Linked DNA regions of Mus musculus: region 1 is linked to region 2. A link is a contact called in public capture Hi-C data. All regions are on one chromosome and are shown on one strand. The core of a region is the stretch at or near the end of the contact, and the rest is flanking DNA. Distances in the headings are between cores, read along the strand shown. Region 1 has its middle 4.8 kb from the start of Gm22150. Region 2 has its middle 39 kb from the start of Tmem38b.

Region 1 (2,700 bases), core at 101-2,600, 1.6 Mb after region 2:
GCAGAGGAGAAGGAGGAGGAGGAGGAAGAGGAGGAGGAGGAGGAGGAATAATCCTGGCTCTCAGTCAGCTAGGGGTGAGGAATGAGAGACTCTGTATTGCCCAGAGCTTCCAGAACAGTCATTCTCAACTGTCCTAAAGCTGCGACCCTTTAATCCAGTTCCTCCTGTGTGACCCCAAACATAAAATTATTTTTGTTGCTACTTCATAACTGTAATTTTGCTACTGCTATAATTGTAATGTAAGTATCCGTGTTTTCAGATGGTCTTAGGAGACCCCTGTGAAAGGATCATTTGACCCCCAAATGGTGGTTGAGAACCATTTAGATGCTAATTCATCCAACATAAAAAAAAAAACAGTCTGACGCTGGGGAGATAGCTCGGCTAAGAAAGGACTTTACCAAACATCATGAAGACACACTTTCATCTCTAAAACCCAGAGTATAAAAATGCAGAGTGCAGCCAGGCGGTGGTGGCGCATGCCTTTAGTCCCAGCACTCGGGAGGCAGAGGCAGGCAGATTTCTGAGTTCAAGGCCAGCCTGGTCTACAAAGTGAGTTCCAGGACAGCCAGGGCTATACAGAGAAACCCTGTCTCGAAACAAACAAACAAAAATGCAGAGAGCATTGGTGCTTCCCCAGTGCTGGGGAAGTGGAGACAGATGTCCTAGAGCTCTCTGGCCAGTTTGCTTAGCTAAACTGACAATTTCTGATAAAAGTGAGAGAGCCTGTCTAAAAACAAAAAACAAACAAACAAAAAAAGAAACAACAAAAACCCAAGATGGCTGGTTTCTGAGGAATGACACCCAACATTGAAGAACAAGGACATACACAGCACAACCTTGCAAAAACTCAAGAGGGCATCGGTAAAGTGGCCCAAAGGTATTCCCCAAGCATAGTCTAAACAACCACTGTCCTTTAGCTAGTGCATTGCTTAACAAAGTAGCCTCGTAATTCAGGGGTCTTTCCCTTGCTAGGCGATAATGGAACTAAACCCTCAAGGCAGTTCTCCATTACCCATGAATTCAGCTTTAAGCCAAGTTCCTTGCTCCTTCTAGGGTGCTACCTATTGGCTATGCTAAGGGACCATCAGCAAGGGCAGGGTTGCCAGCTTTCTTCTTATCTCAAGAGCTGGCTTTCACCTGTGACTTCCAGCAAATTCTCCTGTCTTCTCTGCCAGTAAACCATTGTTGTTGACCAACCGCCGCCTGCCTGTACCTTCTAAAGACCTTTTCCGTCCCCCCCCTCAGCCCCCAGGGCAATTCTTTTTACAATCTCTCCCAGGCCCTGCAGGCAAGCTTCTGGTCCACCCGGTGGATCTCAGCCTCGGTGGGAGGGAGAGGGGAAATGAAGATAAGCCCCACTGAGCACTTGATTCTTAGTTCACTTTCTCAGCTTGTTCCCTATTCTTCCGTACCCTTTAAAGTCCTCCCAGCTTTTGAATACTAATCACATTCACTAGTCCAAAGTCCTTTGTCATTTTACGCGCTCCCTAGAATAGTCAATTGCATAAAAACAAGGAAGATAATGATCCCTCAGGATCTGAGGGGGAAAGAAAACAGAAGCTAGTGCTTTGACGGGGCACAGTTCAGTTTGAGAAGCCTGTACTCAGGAGGTAGATGGTGCAGACAGTTGTGTAGTTGAGGTCACTAGCTATGAACTTTGAAAATGGTTAGAACAGAACTAGAGGTGCAAGTAGAATGTTTGCCTAGTGTGCTCGGAGCCCTAGGTTCAACCTCCAAAACCGCATAAACAGGGCTTGGGGGTACTAGCCTATAATCTCAGTCTTTCGGAGGTGAAATGAGAAACATTTGGAGTTCAAGGTCCTCCTTGGTTAACTCTGCAAGTTTGAAGTCAGTCTGGAATACATAAACCCTGTCTTTAAAGAAAAAAAAAAAAGCTAGGGTGATAAATTTTAGTAGATTTTACCAAAAATTTCAAAATCCTCTTTATGTTACAAGTTCAAGTGCAGGTATGTCTTCCATCTGCGGACTAGAGCCAGGCTGCTGCACTCAGACTCTGTGACAGCATGCCCTGTGGTGACTCTGTCAGTGAGCCACAAAGCCTTGTTCTTCAGTGCATGTGTGGCTCCCACACTTTCTGTTCAAGATCTCCCACCCTGGCTTTCTCTCAGAGTATGGCCTTCATGCTAAGTCAGGTATTCAAGGCTCTGAACCATCAGAGGTAAGGTAGCTTTCCACTATCAGAGGACAGGTGGCCTTCAAACTGTAGTGGTTTGTTTTTGTTGTTTTGTTTTGTTTTTTGCTCCACTTGTTTTTTTTTGTTTGTTGTTGGTTTTTTTTTTGTTTTGTTTTGTTTTGTTTTTTTCGAGGCAGGGTTTCTCTGTGTAGCCCTGGCTATCCTGGAACTTACTTTGTAGACCAGTCTGGCCTCGAACTCAGAAATCTGCCTGCCTCTGCCTCCCAAATGCTGGGATTAAAGACTTGCGCCACCACGCCCGACTTGTTTTTTGTTTCTTAGCTAGAAGGAACCACCTCCTCTCCACTATGTTCACCAAGACCTTTGCTTTGCTCTCCGGGTATTTGCTCAGCCAGTTAGTTCCCCTTCTCCAGCTAGAATCTGCCCTTCCACTTTCCCCATCCCCACTTTACCACAGTTTTAAAGCTCAGACATCCTCCAAGACTCGGGGCTGCCAGCTCCCAGCAGGACACACTCACCCCTTATGAGGCTTTAGATGCAACTCC
Region 2 (2,700 bases), core at 74-2,573:
CCAATGGCTGTGAACTCCTGACCAGAACGTGAATATTACAAGGACTCCAGGGAATTAATATCCAGTCAATTCCTTCTCCCAAGGGACATAATATAAAAGGAATCTTAGCTCATGTAGCTATCTTAGAAACTTAACGTATTTTTAGACGCTTGTAACTTGTGTTTATCCAAAGCTCATAGTCTACTTAAGTTCCACCATTCAGTCACCCTGCTGATGAACATCAGGCTGTTTCTAACTTGGGGTGTTTCAAATAAACAATTATGAACACTTTTGTGCAGCTTTTGTTAATTATGTTCTTTTTGACAAATGGTAGAAGATATGGTGGATCATGCTTGATTTTATAAAAACAAAGCAACTTGTGTGTTTTCTTCCTCCCAAAGTGATTGTACCATTTAATGCTCCAGGACAGTGTCTTGAATGTTCTAGTTGATCTGTGTCCTTAGCCAGAGTCTCAGTATTGTCAACGTTTTAATTTTGCCCATTTCTAGGGGATGCTTTTTGGGGCCTGAGGCTTTCGTTACTCCGGCTAATGATTCTGAACACTTAGTGTCTGTTGACCATCTGACTGCCTTCCTCTGAATTATCTGCGCCCATGTGGAACCATGTTACCAGATAGACGTGAGAACTGGACAGGTTGAGTGAGCTCAGACCCCGGGAATCTGAGACCGGTAGGAGTGGAGCCGCTTCCTGCCTGTCTGTGCACCTTCTCCGGAACCATGACACCCCACTGCGGACTGGGATAGCTCCACGCCTTCAGCCAATGAGCTTCCCTTACTGGGTATTAATCCCTGGTTCACCCTGAATAAAGTGTGTTGTGTCTGGCCAGCCGACTACATGTTTGGGTTCTAGGCTGGAAAGGCATTTTGGAAACCTGGAAGAGAAGAAGGGCTAGGTGGGCAAGAAAATGATGCAGCTAAAACAGGCATTCTGATCAAAGCTCAACTTTTTATTTCCGACACTCATTTATGAAGAATGGGGAGGGACCGGATTCCCGCCAAATAATCTTGGAGTCCAGTTGCAGGGTGACCACGTGTATGGCTCAGTGGGCGTGGCAGAACGATTGAGCGGGAAGCTCCACCCCTGAGCAAGCAGGTTTCAGGCTGGGGGAGGGGAGACTACAAAAATGTATCCGTGTACATCCACCATCAAATAAATCAGTCTGAACAAGTAAGGACCGTCTCAGGGAACTGCCCCCTTAATGGATCTCTCCGGGGAAGTTCCTTGACTAAAGAGCTGGACCTGACTCCTGAGGAAGGCTTTCTTCCCTCCAGCCCCTCCAGGATTCTTGGCCACTGAGTCAGAGTGTGTCTGCTTCTCCCAGGCTCTGCCTCCGCTCTCCACCTGGAGGGTGGACGATCTAAGGGGAGGCATGGATTCTGGTTTCTGTCACTCAGCAATGTGCCGTGGCGCCTGGGCACCCACGGTGGAGAGGCAGAATGCGTATGGCACTAACATATTTTAATATATTTTCATGAACAATTTTTTTTGTGGGGGTGGTATCTCAAGGCGGGGTTTCTATATGTAGTCCCGGCTGTCCTGGAACTCTTTTTGTGGACCAGTTAGCCTCGAACTCACAGAGATCTTCCTGCTTCTGCCTCCCAAGTGCTGGGATTAAAGACGTGCATCCAGCTCCAGACTTCAAATTTTTAAAGACATTTAATTTTTACACATTTTCTTTTTATTGTTATTGCTCCTTTTTGATTCATGCTAAGAAGACACATGCCAGTCTGAGGAACCCCAAATAACAGTCTCTAGAACAGCTGTTCACCCGGGAGTGGCAACCCCCCTGGGGGCTGCATATCACATATCCTCCATATCAGCTATTTACATATAGTTCATAACAGTAGCACAATTACCATTATGAAGTAGCAACAAAATAATTTTATGGTTCGAGTTCACCACAACGCGAGGAACTGCTTTATTACTCAGGAAGTCACTCATGCCTTCCTGATGGCTCTGCAGACCTATGTAAGTGGCCACCTTTCCCGTGCTTGTGCTGTAGGCTTGTATCACAGGACAAGCTCAATGGCTTGGTCCTCTTTTAGAAGTCTCTCCTACCTACTTGTGGGGGTTTCTCCCACTTTTTCCTAGTTTCTCACTTTTCAAGTTCAAGTTCTCAGGTTTTTGTTTGTTTGTTTGGTTGGTTGGTTGGTTGGTTTTTTGTTGTTTTTTTTTTTTTTTTTTTTTTTTTTTGAGACAGGGTTTCTCTCTTCCTGGCTGCCCTGGAACTCACTCTGTAGACCAGGCTGGCCTCGAACTCAGAAATTCGCCTTCCTCTGCCTCCCAAGTGCTGGGATTAAAGGCGTACGCTACCATGTCCGGCTAAGTTCTCAGTTTTTAAAGAAATCTTAAAAAGCTTGCCTATACTTTTTGTATACCCAGTGAGAGTCCACATCTTCAATTTTCATTAATATGAGATAGTGACCTTGGAGCGACTCCCTCAGCTTGACCTTAGGTCCCAGTGGGATGTCTGGCATCTCAGGACCTTGAGTTATGCATAATTGGGCTGTGAACTTTGTAATTTATAGCATACTTTGAAAAGGTGGACAGGTTTTAGAAACAGGATTTTATAGTGAAAGGTTAATTTAACCAACAGTTGAAATCTTGTATGTAAGGTCATATACACATGTGTCCTGGGCACATCTATGGCAACAGATACTTGAATTTCACAAGAGGGGTGGGAGCTTGAGAAGTTAGTGT

Evidence for each region. Capture Hi-C pulls out chosen DNA fragments and counts their contacts.
Region 1: a capture Hi-C map of embryonic stem cells shows a contact between it and region 2, with 2.7 times the contacts expected there. The contact joins two enhancer-like sites. A contact is called at or near these places in 1 of 484 Hi-C or Micro-C datasets (olfactory sensory neurons), 1 of 115 datasets of contacts at active chromatin or transcription factors (embryonic stem cells) and 1 of 9 other capture datasets (embryonic stem cells).

The regions. Positions count from the first base shown.
Region 1 is chr4:55,463,026-55,465,725 of GRCm38.p6, forward strand. No RefSeq gene overlaps it. Among named protein-coding and RNA genes, the nearest start is that of Gm22150, 4.8 kb to the right of the region's middle. Within about 2 kb of position 1,351, at least 16 of the 459 cell types and tissues checked have an H3K27ac peak or open chromatin away from gene starts, as enhancers often do. A contact at or near this core is called in embryonic stem cells, where this site is marked.
Region 2 is chr4:53,863,533-53,866,232 of GRCm38.p6, forward strand. No RefSeq gene overlaps it. Among named protein-coding and RNA genes, the nearest start is that of Tmem38b, 39 kb to the left of the region's middle. Within about 2 kb of position 1,324, at least 13 of the 459 cell types and tissues checked have an H3K27ac peak or open chromatin away from gene starts, as enhancers often do. A contact at or near this core is called in embryonic stem cells, where this site is marked.